5 separate regions of the Mus musculus genome follow, and regions 2, 3, 4 and 5 are each linked to region 1. A link is a contact called in public ChIA-PET and promoter capture Hi-C data. All regions are on one chromosome and are shown on one strand. The core of a region is the stretch at or near the end of the contact, and the rest is flanking DNA. Distances in the headings are between cores, read along the strand shown. Region 1 holds the start of Arl2bp (ADP-ribosylation factor-like 2 binding protein). Region 2 holds the start of Mt2 (metallothionein 2). Region 3 holds the start of Slc12a3 (solute carrier family 12, member 3). Region 4 holds the start of Drc7 (dynein regulatory complex subunit 7). Region 5 overlaps Slc12a3 (solute carrier family 12, member 3).

Region 1 (2,700 bases), core at 117-2,616:
CTTATAAGCAGAGGTTTGGGGTGTTGAGATGGCTTGGGGGCTGAAGGCACTGCTGTGTAAGACGGGTGACCCGAGATCAACCCTCAGAACTCACATGAAGGTGGAAGGAGAGAACCAACTCCACAAAGTTGTCCTCTGAGCTCCACATAGCCATAGTCTCCTGGCAACAACCCCACCCACGATCCATCACATATGTAAATGAATACATTAAAAAATTGTTGTAAAGCAAGGGTCTACTTGATTTAAATCAAGGAATTGACCATAGGAACTAGAGGGGCACAAGTCACTTAGTAGTGTCGAAACTTACCCATAATAATGTCCTCTAAACATCCAACCACAGCATCAAATTCTGCATCAGAGGCGGAGGAGCTGAAAAAACACATCAGGATTAGGTGCCGGTCCAAATAATTATTTTTCGAGCTGAACTTGTGTTTTCTGTGGGTAAGGGCATTGAACCCAAGGCCTTGCACACACCAGGCAATCACAACAAAGCCCACTAGCATTTTTTAAAATGTAAGATTCCCAACGTGCATAAAAATAATAGCAAGATGATCCTCCCATCACTCAGTTTCACCAATCAAGGATTATTGTCTAGTACAGAAATTACAAACACAGGAAAACACTCGTGACGAAAACCGGTATGACAATCACAAAAGCAGCCAACAATTTGGGTAGCTGAGGCTGGTGCGGCACAACTTCATACTTCCGCGTTTATTACCCGCAGGATTTACTCACCGCATCCTGGCTCTTAACGCCACACCTATCTGCTGGTGAATGTGACCGCACGCGGGAGTGGCACCGGCCTAGGGGGTAACTGGTCAGGAGTGGCTTTAGACAGGCGGTGAGGCCGCCGCCAGCCTGGGCAGCTCAAGGCCTCTGGGTTTTTGCTGACGGCCACGATTGAGGCCAGAGGATTGTGATGGAAGCGCTGGTTATCTGTGACATATGCCCGTGGTGGCCACGGGAAGAAAACGCCCCGCTAGAGCGGAGCCTCGACCGGCCAGCCCGCAACCCAGAGGACGTCCGCAGGCCGAGGTCGAGCAGACCCTGGCCGCTTCACTTACAAGGACAGCGCGAAGCTCTCTTCTTCTAGGGCGTCCATCGTAGGGGCGCCGCAGTCACCGGCCCGGGCCCGGGGCCCTGCCGCTTCCTACCGCGCCCGCCGCCGGGCCGGGATCCTCTCTGACCCGCGCGGCCTCAACTGCATCAAGGGCCCGCAGAAGGCCGCACCCACGCCCCGCCCGGCGATCGCGCGAGGACGGGGCTGCGGCTCCTGGCTGGGCCCAGCGCCCGCCGGCCTCTCGCGGGGCTACCCCGCCGGTGTGTTAGGGCAGACGGAGCTCGCAGCCCCGCCTCCTGTCACTATGGTTACCCGCGGTTCCAGCAGCCAATCACAGCCTCAGGTTCCCGGTCTCACGCAGAAGACTGCAAAAAATGGTGGCAGTAGACTTTTTTTTTTTTTTTCTGGATGAAAGAATTGGAGCCAAGAGCCTCGGTTTCTTCATTTTCAATTTAGGAATTGTAAAGATCAGGTAGTTGAAACCGTGTTTTAAGAGCGCTAGAAATAGCCAAATTGCTCGAAAGCCACTCTCATAGTTTGTCCTAGATAATGCAGACGTCTGATTTACTAGAGAGTTACTTCTTGGAAGTATGGAAGGGTCCACGGCATTAAGTGGATGACTTGTAACTTAATTTGTGATCTTCAAATCAAAAGCAGTGCGTTGTGGCATGCGTCTGTAGTCCCAGCACTTGGAAGGTGGAGGTTTAAGGCATTCAAGACCTGCTCAGCTACATAGTGAGTTTGCTGCCAGCTTACTCGCACCAAACCCGTAAACAATTATTAGGCAGTAAGTGGTTCCTTGGGTAATTATGCAGCACAAAAATGTTGACAACCACTGAGAGAGATGTAATCAGAAATTGAATAACTGCTTTGGAGAAAGTCCCCTCTAAAACTGCCACACCATGAAGAAAGGTTTCCTGGGATCGCCCCCCCCCCCCGCCCCCTTTTTAAGCATGCCTCTTTGGTGGTCTGATACCTTTTAGCCAAATGTGTAGTACATAACTAGAAAATTTATGGTATGAATTAGGGTTACGTGGCCAATCTGAATCATTTTGGAATGGACATAAAATGTGTATCCATGGATCTATCTTAACAGCATCAGGAACCAAGATGATTTCAAAGACACTGGAAGATCAGAGTATCCTGGTCAAGCTGAAGACAGGCGTGCTGGTAGGTTTTTTGTCAGCTTGACCTGAGTGACCTGGAAAGAAGTTGATTTTGTGTGTGTCTGTCTTTTTTCATCAAGACAGGGTTTCTCTGTGTTGCCCTGGCTGTCCTGGAACTCACTCTGTAGATCAAGCTGGCCTTGAACTCGAGACTCACCTGCCTCTGCCTTCCAAGCACTTGGATTAAAGGCCATGTGCCATCACCTCCTGGTTTTGAATGTGGATTATTTTAATGACTGAGGGAAGGCCCAGTCCTCTGTGGGTGGTGCCATATCTGGGCAGGTGTAGGATCTATGTAAGGAAGCTCAGCATGCTATGGAGAACAAACCAGTTAACAGCATTTCTTTATCTACTTCAGTTCCTGCCTTCAGGTTCCTATCTCAACTTCCCTCAGTTATGGACTGTTGCATGGAAGTGGAAACAAAATAAACCCTTTCTTCTCACAAATTGGTTTTGATTAGTGTTTTGTCACAG
Region 2 (2,700 bases), core at 117-2,616, 490 kb after region 1:
CAGAGTTAGTGGTCCTTCTGCCTCAGGCTCTCAAGTGTTGGGGTTATTACTCGTGGGAGACGTCATATCTGACTCACTCCCATTTTTATTTACAGGTATTTCATACTTTAAGCCTAAAAACCGAAAATAATTAGGGGTAGGGATGTGGCGCATTAGAGCACCTGGGTTTAGTAAGCAGGAAGCTTTCGGTTTAATCCCCAATACACACACACACACACACACACACACACACACACACACACACACACACACGCCCAGTAGGAATGGCCCATTTCTGTGACCAATGCATGCTTCTGCATGACCACTTTCTAGGCGGTCAAAGTCCAGAGAAATATAATCCGACTAGCTCAAATTCAGCTGCTGCAGTCCCATCTCAACGCCTCTGCCAGCCCTTAACCAATGCACAGAGACAAGCTGAATTAATCAAGTCAACGGCTTTTATTGTCAGTTACATGCTTTATAGAAAAAGTTGTGGAGAACGAGTCAGGGTTGTACAAAAAAGGCTAGGCTTCTACATGGTCTATTTACACAGATGTGGGGACCCCTCCGCCCCCCTTCAGGCACAGCAGCTGCACTTGTCGGAAGCCTCTTTGCAGATGCAGCCCTGGGAGCACTTCGCACAGCCCACGGGGCAGCAGGAGCAGCAGCCTGTGGGGAGAGAAGAGTTGAACGTGAGCGAGAAACCTTGTCAGAGGCACACCACCTGAACGCTCCCGGGAGGGAAGGCGCGGCGCGGCGGGCTAGGGACCCCAGGAGAGTGACGGGGAAATGGCAGAGAAGATCCAACTTACTTTTCTTGCAGGAAGTACATTTGCATTGTTTGCATTTGCAGGCGCCAGCGCAGGAGCAGGATCCATCTAAAAGTAGAAGGCAGTCAGTGAGCGCGGTTGAGTGGGACCCGGGAGTACCTGAACGCTGTTCTCCTAGGAAGGTGAGGCAAATCACCCGGGTAGGCGAGCCACTATCTCAAGGACTAGTTTAAAGGAGCAGGAGTGCTTCAGAATTCATTCGGAAGGGGTAGCCGGTCGTACCCTTAAAGTAATTACTAAAGGAGGGGCCAAAAAGCCTGTCTAGCTCTCCCAGAAATCCCGTCAGCAGTCCCCCTTACCGGAGGCACAGGAGCAGTTGGGGTCCATGGCGAGTGGAGGCGGCGGTTGAAGATCGACGAGAGATCGGTTTGAAGAGTTCTAGGAGCGTGATGGAGAGAAGCACGCGGAGCGCGACCTTTATAGCGGAGAGTATTGGGTCGAGCGCAAAAGCTCCGCCCGGGTGGAAGGCACCATGCACGCGCCCCCGCCGCCTGCACACGCCCTTTTTCTGGCTCAAGGGATATGGCCAGCACACGCCCCTGGGCCTGCGCACGACCCGAATTCTGCAAGCGGCCCTCTTTTTGCTCGTGGGACAGAGCCTGCACACGCCCTCCCCCCACCCCCCGCGCTGAGTCACACCCCCTTTCTCTGGGCTCAGGGACTGAGAGCAAAGGAGCTGAGCGCAAAGGGTCTGCGATCCGGTGGGAACCGGTTCCAGGACACCTGCTTGCTCCCGCGCGCGCCCTTTGCGGTGCCCCGGGGCCCGAGGGGCCGGGTGCAGAGGCGATGCTGAGCGACGAGACCTCTGGCCGCCCAGATCACGCCACGGGGACACAGTTTCCGCGCATGTCTTGTGTGCTAACCTGGGTGAAAGCGGGGCTTGGAGACCCTGCGTACAGGAAAACTTAGCTGGCAGTGTGAACCGGTTACAAAAACCAGCCCTACCCCTGGCTTAACTGCTGTTGGTGATGTACTCCTGCCCCCCTGCGTGTCACGTGCTGCGGGCACCGTAAGAGCTGTCGTTTTTCCTTACAAACGCTGGTTGGAGTGTTCATTATTCTCACCGTAGAAAAGTGGAAACGGAGACGCAGTCACATAGTCACTTGCCCAAGATGAGTGTAGGGTTCGAATCCACTAAGGCACCAGCCAGTTGTCAAGAGACTAGAGACCATAGACACAAGCCTTGTGCTAAGACTTACTCTTGGGGGGCGGGGGGAGGGCAGCGAGTGACAGGAAAAAATGGTGGGGGTCTTTGCTGGAGGTGGAATTCAAGAGAACGAAAGCAGTCCATTCTGGGAGGATATGGACCAGGGCCCTTTGCCAGGGTGTTTGCCAAGTAGGAAGGGCCAGATGGTGGTGTTCTGAAACACACGGATGGAAAGCCCCACGTAACCCGACCCACCTCCACCCACGGGTGGATGCTGAGGGGAAGGGTGGAGATGGCAGCCAAAATTTCTTCCCCTGGAGGTACATGGTGTTTCCCCACTTGCTTAAGTCTGCTGAAATCAGACTGGAAGTCATAGCTGGAATGTCTGTGTCATCTGCAGAGCCAGGAAACTGGTGCCGGAAGCTTCCCGGCAGGCCGACTCGGATACTTTCAACGGAGGCTGTGGGTGGGTTGTAACAGGACAGGCTGTCCTCGCAGCTCTTAGTGAAAACTGGGGCAATGCCTTCTTGACTCATTCCAGGCATTACTGGATGCCCACGGCTGTCCATGGATTGTGTGATTAAACACCGTGTCCTTTCCCTTCCTGGCACTTTCTGTGGCTGCCCTGGCTATGAACTTGAACCGGATTGATTTCTGGGCTCCCGTGCTCCCTTTCCAGACTGACCCCAGAGCAGTCTTTGCTGTAACTCCAGCCTCAAGCCAGGATGTTGTTGGCAGTCACCG
Region 3 (2,700 bases), core at 34-2,533, 340 kb after region 1:
TTCTCCAGGGCTCTTCTCACTGTTGGTGCCTGTCTCATCTTCCACAAGTCCATCAGTCAGCTCACGACCTTGCCGTCCATCAAAGGCCAGGGCATGCAGGTGGCTACCTTCCTGCTGGGGGCCCAGAGACCAATAGGAGTCAGGCAATGGGGGTTAGGGGCTGGGTGTCTGTATTCAGTCTTGCCTGCCCCACTTTGCCACACAGGCAGCCCTTGGACAGCTTCCTGGGTACAATGCTACTCGAAGCTTGGAGAAACACCAGAGAGAGCAAGCAAGCTGAGCATTCAGAATGCTTCTGCTCCGGGAGGCTCCTCCCCTCTAGGGCAGAGGGCTGGAGTCTGACAAGCCTGCAGTCTGAGAAGTGACACGGGATGGGAGGTGAAGCAGTATGTCACACGCCACACACCAGGTCTCTGACACAGAGAGTCTTGAACCCAGGCCTGGACTCCAGCATGGTCATCTTCTATTTCGTATTCCTACCAACCGCAGCCTACTCTGGGACCTTCATCCCAGTACCTATCTCAGCATCCCTATTCAAACAAGGGGTCTTGTTTGGTCCCTTCAGAGGGAAGCTTTGAAACACGGAAGAGTGTTAGAGGTTAGAACATCCAACTGTTGGTGAAACCGTGAGGTGACAGGGATTGGACCCTCCAGCCTCCCAGACAGCGAAGCCGATGAGCTAATATTTGAGAGGGCTCACCATGCTCCCTCCCTCCCTCTCACAGTCTCTCCCAGCGGTGTGCAACCTGCATTTGTATAAGCAGCAGGCTATGCTATCATTGTGCTGCCGGTGCCTGGACAATATGTATTACTTGTGCCCCCAAGCTTCATGGCACCTCTGTCCACTATTCATTTGGGTGTCTTGACCCTAGAGGAAGATGCCCAGTCATTTTCACAACACGAATGACAGAACATGTTGGGCAATCATGCCAACGTTACCCAGCCAGGAAGCGGCCAGTCTTTGAACTTCTGCTTACCTTGAGGAATGAATGCAGGTCAGCCAGGGTGGGCCGCACCTTCCGGGGCTCACCGGGCAGAGCGCTGTTAGCATAGTGTTCGTAGGCCGGCACCACGTCTATGGTGTTGTAACCGAAGGTGCGCATGTATAAGGTGCTGCCGTGTGTTAAGTGGCTGGGCTGGCTGCTGTCACAGGCAGCTGGTGGGGGCTCATCGCCTCCCATCAGTGTGCTGATGGTGAAGCGCCCACTGCACAGAGCATCGCCAGGCAGCTCTGTCACGGGGAGCTCTGCCATTATGGCTCTGGGTATCAAAGGAGGGGACAAGAGTGGGCAAGGGCACTGAGGGTGGCTTTATAGGCTGGGAGGAGGCGGGAGCTTGGTCCAGACCGCCCATGGCAAGTGAGCAGGGTCTCTGCCAGGGTGGGGGGCGGAGCCATAGCAACTGCTGTCCTGCCCCCATTTATCTGATCATTGACACAGGGGCCAATTTGGAGCAGGAGGGCTGGGCTAGAGCCAGGGCCACATCCCTGAGTCCTGCAGTAGCCCTTCTAAGCCTAGGGTAGCAGAGGTTCTGCAGCTAGGACCCAGGAAGCAGCAGACATGAGAGAGGACCCAGAGAAGGCCTGCTGCAAGGTGCCTACCTACACTGCAGGTTAACAGTCCTCGTGTTGGGCACAATGTATTTCTTTCATTTTATTTACTAGTTTGAATGGATGTCATCTTAGGACATGCATATAAAAAAAAAGGAAGTCTGCCTTCCGATCTCCATCCCTCACAGTCTCAGCGTCTTTCCTGATACATTTCAATATACATAAGCCATTGTGATTAGTGGCCTCAAGCCAGACCTGCAGCCACCTCTTGACTGACAAACCTTGAGAGCTTGGTGCTGGCCACTGGCCTCTAGGGTAAACAGGCACAGTGCAGCCTGACCTACACATTCACAGGCTGGCCTACGGGGCTGTAGTTTGGAGCCCAGAGCAACTGGTCTTTCCCTCCCTGGAGCCATGCATTGTTCCCATGAAGTAGGAGATCTGGTCAGCAAAGGCTCCTAAGCCATTGCAGGGGCATTGCCCTGGGGTATGAAAGACACTCTGGGTCTTGATGATGAACTAGTGGATGTTGGATGTGTCCTAAGAAAGCAATGGACTTGTAGCTGTGAGGGGTCCCAGAGTCAGCCCTTACATTAATGGCCCCACCCATAACTATCTTTCCCTAAGAGGCTGGGCGTTCAGTAATCCATGGCTGTGGGGCACAAAAGCCTGGCATCCTGCCCTGTCTCTGGAACCACCCAGTGTTTCCCTGAATCATCTGAGGCTTAGGGCTACCCTAAAGCCCGCTCCCTCTGCCCTCCCAGACACATGTCCTGAATTTGCTCTCAGTTACTTCCCAGTGAGGTGACCCAGCCCCTTACAAGAATAGGAGACGACGGTACATGCTTCTTGCTGCTTTATTGACTATAACAAAGATTTGGAATCGACCTTGACAATCAACAAATGAATGGGTAAAAAAAACTATGTATATGTATAAACCATGTATACATAAGTTATATAAGTATAAATTATATATATGCATGCTACTTGGCTATCAAGTTAAAATGTTTTCGGGAAAATGGACAGTCTCAGTATGAATATTAGGTGAGATCATACAACTTCAGAAATAAACCACACACTCTCCCTCCTGTGGAATCTAGCCAAAAATATATGTATGCATAAAAACAAAAGTACCCGTGGGTACAGTATAA
Region 4 (2,700 bases), core at 86-2,585, 390 kb before region 1:
TGGAGGCTGCAAAAGGTTGACGGCCTTCCCCCCACCCCCGTACCCCTCATCCCCACACACCCCAGTCACACAACTGGGGCAAGGTGAGCAGTCTGGGAGTAGAACCTCAAACTGAATCACATCCCTCTATGACCCCCGCTCCCAGCCCAGATGCTACCAATCCTGCCTTGGTCCTTTCTGACCGCCAGCGCTGGGCTGGGAAAGCCCCAGTCCGGACACTCACGAGTGATCAGCTTGGGTAGGGATCTCGATGGCCATCAGCTTCCCCTCCAGGTCTCGAAGCTCATCCTGGCTCAGGATGGTCCCCTCTCTGCTCACTTCGGCGGACTTTGTCACCCTCTCCAGCTTCTCAGTCCGTTCGGCCCTCTCGGCTGCTTCTTCACGCTCAGCCTCCTCCTCCTCCTCCACTTTCTCTCTCAGGACCTCCATCCTGACAGCTAGAGATGAGGAAAAAGCAAAGACGCTCAAAATGGCCGTTGTCCGACAGGAAGAAGTCACCGAGACCACTCGTACATGCTGAGTGGTCCCAGGTACATTCCTCATGGAGGAGGAGCAACATCCCTTGGAAGCATCCCTTCCACCAGCCAGGAACAGACCTCCAACCTAGCAGCATGGTCTGGTTTTTAAAGCCCTTTGCTGCCTCTTAGGTACAGGGAGATAACCAAGAAGTGGGTTATATTTTTATTAATAAAGTTATACTTTTATTTCACAGCTCACTAGAAACCTATTGTGTGGTAAACACAAAAATGATATCCCTCATCCTTAACAGACTGATGTAGTTAGTCCTATGAGTCCCATTCTACAGGTGAGAAGAGCAAGGACTAGAGAGCCTAAGAGAATCATCGGAGTTACATACAGCAGAGAGCAGATCTTTGACTGGAACCCATGGATTTCTGCCTTTGAAACCCATGTAAGAGGGGAGCTATGGAAGGGAAAGGGGTGGGAGATGGGGGGTGGGGAGCAAGGAAAGAAACATGACAGAAAGATCAAGGTGTCAGGGGGCAGGCCAGCTCTAGCTGGGGCTCAAGGTCACAAATTAGGCCATCAAAGTGGGTCTGGGTCCAGACCTGCAACATTAACACCCCCCCCCCCATACAGGCTACCTCCTCAGCTACTGAGGGACCCATAGTGTCCTACCAGAGCCTCTTCCCAGCAGCCTTCTCCTCTCCACAAAACAGCCCTTCCCGACAGGTCAGGGCTAGGAGACCCCAGGAAGGAATACTTTGCTTCTCTGGGCCCTCCCTCCCTATCTCAAGCAGGTCCAGCCATGCCCAGTTTCCAGTTCCCTCCTTACCCTCCAAGAACAGCCTTACTGTTACTTGTCTCTATGGTAACAGCGGAGGGCAGGCCCTGGGAGAGGAGGCTTCTGGGAAATGTAGTTTCTTGTGATTGCTTAGGTTCCAGTTTTCCTCCTCCTCCACCACCACCACCACCACCACCACCATAGTGTGCTGGATGGTAGAGTAAGAGAATACAAGAGATGGTCACCAAGCTTTTAGCAATTATTGTGAACCAGTTGTCAAATGCAGCATTATTAAATGATTAAAAACCTCCAGAGAATTATTGCTCCCGATACATGAGCGAGGCAACATATAAAAGTGTTTATTGGGACTTAAGGTTCCAGAGGGTTAGAATCCATGATCATCATGTCAGCAAGCATGGCAGCAGACTGGCTGGTATGGTGCCGGAGCATAAGCTGAAAATTTACATCCCAATCTACAGGCACCAGGTCGGGGGTTGTGGGTGTAGCTAACTGAGAACGTATGAACTTTGGAAAGCGCAAAGCCCAGCCCCAGTGACACACCTCTTCCAGTGAAGCCACGCCTCCTCCAGAGAAACCACTCCTCCCACTCCTTCTAATCAGTTCCACCAATGGGGGACCACCAAACATTCGAATATATGAGCCTATGGGAGTCATGTCCTTCAAACCACTGCATGAAGTACTTACAATAAAAACAAAAGCAGTAGATGCTGAAAGCCCATCACTTCCCAGCTATCTGGCTACTTCCTGAAGTGGAAACTTAAGGGTTCTTTGGGAAGTCAGTTGTGTTGGATGGTGTTTTGCTGGGGCAAACAGGTGAAAGAAAGTTTAGCTGACACAGGAGAAAGGATATTCTGCTAAAGCAAGCCCATGAAAGGACTCGCGATGAAGGATTCTTCACTAGTGACATGCATGTATTGGTCCACCTTACATTGTGTAGTTGAGCTGCATTTGTTAGGACTCTATAGAGAGAAACGCACCAAAAAACCCTTCTGGTGGTGTGCTTCTTGACGCTTCCTCCGTCTCGGGCTGATTGGCAGAGTGAAATCAGCTGAGTCGCACTCACGTGCTGAGGCAAGATCAGTGAAGGACATGTGATGTTTGGAGGGAGTATAAATAGGACCTAACAGACTGTGATGAAGGCAGAGCTTGGCTTTCTTATAGAGCTGGCTGTGCAATGCTTGTTGGTCTCACATCTTTGCTGATCCTTACTTTGCTGAGAGAGGCACAACTGAGAAATTTTCCTGGTGTTCCTGCTGGTCCTGGTCCCTCCTGCTGACTTGTGCCGAGGCTGAGGCCTGGCACCAATGCTGCTAACCCAACTCTTTGGAACTGGACAGCTGATATTTCCATGGAGTGTTTTTGAGTGGACTGTGCTGCTGCTGCTGCTGCTGCTGCTGCTGCTGCTGCCCTGTGAGCTGAAGTGCCAATTTCCAGAC
Region 5 (2,700 bases), core at 140-2,639, 300 kb after region 1:
TCTGTGCATAAATACACTGAGACAGACAGGCTCAAAGGAAGTTTGCTGAGTGGGTGAGGTCACCCCACCAGGTCACAGAGTGATATGCTCCTGTGAGATGGCTGCATGCCCTTGTCCTGCCCACCACCGCCACCATCACCACCACCGCCACCACCCCCGCCCCATGAAGGATGTCAGGGACGATTCCAGCATGGTTTCTCAGGGGCCTTTTGTCCTAGCTGTAAAACACGATGCAAGTAACAGGATATCCTAGAATGCTGTTCAGTCATGTTTGGCTGTGCAGATAAGAAAGTGACTTTTCTACCATCTTAAGAATTCTAGCCGGACAGTAGTGGCGTACACCTTTAATCCCAGCACTTGAGAGGCAGAGGCAGGCAGATTTCTGAGTTCGAGGCCAACCTGGTCTACAGAGTGAGTTCCAGGACAGCCAGGGCTACACAGAGAAACTCTGTCTTGAAACAACAACAACAAAAACCCGAAGAATTCTAAAGTTACATTAGGATCATGGTTCCATGGGTTCAGCTTCTGGGAAATATGGTACCTCACAGAACCAGCTATGGTGCATGAGTTTGGGATATTAGTGCTTACACAACAGTGTACCGGATTGTACCCTTGACAATCCCTCCATCTGAGCTCTAATTAAGGCCAGCAGTGGACAGTGCCCCAGCTGAACTCTGGCCAGCTGAACTTGGCCAGCTGGAGCAGCCAGCCAGGCAGATTTGAACTAGGGTTCAGAGTTCAGAATCTGACCCCACAGTCATCGCCTGAGTGCTGGCATTGCAATGTCCTCAACTTGGTGACTTTGGCAAAGTGCCTGAGTGGCACTGAGCCTCAGAGTTCTTTAAATAGAGCAGTCACAGAGTCACTGCCCTTGTTGGCTGTCTGAGGATGCACACAGCATGCAGGTGGTGGAGATGTGTCCTGAATCAGGTTCCTAGATCTTTCTACCTGATGCATCTGCTTGCTACAACCTCACCAGGCCTGTGATCACTAACTAAAACACAGGGTCAGAACATCAGCCGGACAACCATTGCCCTATTTTTAGAACGTAAGGTCCCAAGGATCAGGAAGGATGGGTGGGAACAAGGATGCCTATGTCACTAAGCAACTGTTGTCTTCACCCGAAAGTGGTTAGTGATCTTCCATGGGAACGGCATAGGAGAGGAGAAAGGCCAAGCTTAGATTTTGCAGGCGCTCCTGAAGCTGAGGACTCTGCAGTCTGGGAAAATGCTACAACATTTTTGGGAACTGAGTTCACCAACTTTAAAGGGCACAGGGCACAGGTGCCTGCCTGCTCAGAGCCACAAAAAAACCCACAGTTCCTGCAGCAAGCTTCAGCCTGAAGTTCCCTCCCTGGGCGGAGCCTGTGGCCCTGTCCCGTGGGACAGCGCCTTTAACTGGCTCTAGCTTTAGCCAATAACATGCTTGCTCTTGCCAACAGGATGTGCTCACCCTAAACCACTGATCTTTAGAACAAAGCTGGGAACAATACAAGTTCTGTTCAAAAGTGCAAGGCAGTGTTGGGTGAATGCTAGATCCAGAAGTTAAGTCCCTGAACGGAACCAACCCAGGCTGAGTGCCAGTCCACTCCCCATCTGGAAGGCCCTGAGTAGAGGACACAACTCCTGTGGCAGTGTCCCTGTCTCAAGGAACACAGTTTAGTTATGATCCTTAAAGCAGGCCCCTGCTTACAGCATCTTCCTCAGCTCAGGCACGGGTGGTAAGGATGCCTTCATGAATTACTCTTTGGCAATGTAGAGGGTCGTTACTGAGAAAAAGGAGGTCCTGCTCAGAGGCTGTGGGGTTGGGATAGTTACTGTGCAGCGCCAGCTCAACACCTGTGCAGGTGTAGCTGCGCTCACACATGGGTGGAGGTGTAGGGGTGGGTCATCAGATAAGCCACGGAGTAGGAGACTGACAGAGCCAGGTTCTGCCCCAAGCTGGAGCTAGATTAGACACCCGTTTCACCTGGTTCCACTGAGGATTGTTCCTTGTTTGTTGTCCTTAGAATGTCTGGGAACAGGGGTCTTGAGCCCCTCCCAGCCTTCTTCTAAAAGAGACTAGAATTTGCATGTTCAGGGTTCCCAAGTCTAATGAGGCTGACCTTGACTGCATCCTGAGAGATCTGGGCTGGTCTCCAACTTGGAGGGTTGGGACACACTCACAGCTGCTCTGGAGAGTTGTTCCAAGAGCTAGGGGCCCTGTTGGGTGACATCTGGCTAGGGTGGGGGTGTGTGTAGGTGTCACCTCCAGGGTGACCAGACACACCACTGTTACTCTCAGCTAATCTCGCAAGACTAGTTGGTGAGCTTTTGACGTTTCCCGAAGTTTTGGGGAAGAGGAGAAAGTGGGGCGGGAGACGCTACTCAGGTAAAATCTCATCATGCCCCCACCCCCACCCCACCCCCTCACCCGTCCAGAGATGGATTCATTTTATAGCAAGTGAACTTGGGATCGCAGTGTGATGAAGGAGAACCTTGAACCTGCTTCAGTGCTCATTAGGGAAATCAAGGCTAAGAGAGACGTGGTGTTCCTTAGCAAGGCTACACAGTGAGTTAACAGCAGGTCATAATTGCAGGTGTGTTTCTTTGAAGAGAGACTTCACTATGGAAGCTGCAGCTTGTCCCACCCATGCACCCTGGACAGTTCACACCTCAGAGTCCCCAGAGGGTTAGATGTCTTGGCGCCACCTCCACTGTC

The links. ChIA-PET counts read pairs in DNA pulled down with a chosen protein or histone mark. Capture Hi-C pulls out chosen DNA fragments and counts their contacts.
Region 2: a contact with region 1 is called in a promoter capture Hi-C map of pancreatic islet. The contact joins the promoter of Mt2 here to the promoter of Arl2bp in region 1. A contact is called at or near these places in 1 of 39 promoter capture datasets (pre-B cells) and 2 of 9 other capture datasets (liver and pancreatic islet).
Region 3: a promoter capture Hi-C map of pancreatic islet shows a contact between it and region 1. The contact joins the promoter of Slc12a3 here to the promoter of Arl2bp in region 1. A contact is called at or near these places in 14 of 39 promoter capture datasets (the 3T3-L1 cell line, the C10 cell line, the HPC-7 cell line and 9 more), 3 of 15 datasets of contacts at CTCF or cohesin (the NIH/3T3 cell line, large pre-B cells and pro-B cells), 6 of 484 Hi-C or Micro-C datasets (the G1E-ER4 cell line, the HL-1 cell line and embryonic stem cells), 18 of 115 datasets of contacts at active chromatin or transcription factors (the 230-238 cell line, CD8 T cells, T-cell acute lymphoblastic leukemia and 8 more) and 4 of 9 other capture datasets (adipose tissue, liver, macrophages and 1 more).
Region 4: a promoter capture Hi-C map of adipose tissue shows a contact between it and region 1. The contact joins the promoter of Drc7 here to the promoter of Arl2bp in region 1. A contact is called at or near these places in 1 of 39 promoter capture datasets (fetal liver) and 2 of 9 other capture datasets (adipose tissue and liver).
Region 5: an RNA polymerase II ChIA-PET map of memory CD8 T cells shows a contact between it and region 1, with 53 read pairs. The contact joins the enhancer-like site here to the promoter of Arl2bp in region 1. A contact is called at or near these places in 2 of 39 promoter capture datasets (the 3T3-L1 cell line and pre-B cells), 5 of 115 datasets of contacts at active chromatin or transcription factors (the NIH/3T3 cell line, bone marrow-derived macrophages, embryonic stem cells and 2 more) and 3 of 9 other capture datasets (adipose tissue, liver and pancreatic islet).

The regions. Positions count from the first base shown.
Region 1 is chr8:94,665,266-94,667,965 of GRCm38.p6, reverse strand. It overlaps Arl2bp (ADP-ribosylation factor-like 2 binding protein), which reads right to left and starts at 1,366. Exons shown (of 6, transcript NM_024191.2): 1 at 1,065-1,366; 2 at 308-369. The coding sequence starts at 1,102.
Region 2 is chr8:94,171,284-94,173,983 of GRCm38.p6, reverse strand. Mt2 (metallothionein 2) reads right to left here and starts at 1,366. Exons shown (of 3, transcript NM_008630.2): 1 at 1,109-1,366; 2 at 792-857; 3 at 417-648. The coding sequence starts at 1,136. The coding sequence ends at 557. It overlaps Gm39227 (a long non-coding RNA gene), which reads left to right and starts at 2,329. Exons shown (of 3, transcript XR_879107.2): 1 at 2,329-2,700.
Region 3 is chr8:94,327,791-94,330,490 of GRCm38.p6, reverse strand. Slc12a3 (solute carrier family 12, member 3) reads right to left here and starts at 1,283. Exons shown (of 25, transcript NM_001205311.1): 1 at 978-1,283; 2 at 1-114. The coding sequence starts at 1,253. It also overlaps a transcript of Nup93 not described here.
Region 4 is chr8:95,053,738-95,056,437 of GRCm38.p6, reverse strand. It overlaps Drc7 (dynein regulatory complex subunit 7), which reads right to left and starts at 1,335. Exons shown (of 18, transcript NM_001042715.3): 1 at 1,295-1,335; 2 at 224-437. The coding sequence starts at 429.
Region 5 is chr8:94,362,205-94,364,904 of GRCm38.p6, reverse strand. All of the region lies in intron 24 of Slc12a3 (solute carrier family 12, member 3), which reads right to left. Among named protein-coding and RNA genes, the nearest start is that of Gm15889, 14 kb to the left of the region's middle. Within about 2 kb of position 1,389, at least 220 of the 459 cell types and tissues checked have an H3K27ac peak or open chromatin away from gene starts, as enhancers often do. A contact at or near this core is called in adipose tissue, bone marrow-derived macrophages, liver and 3 more, where this site is marked.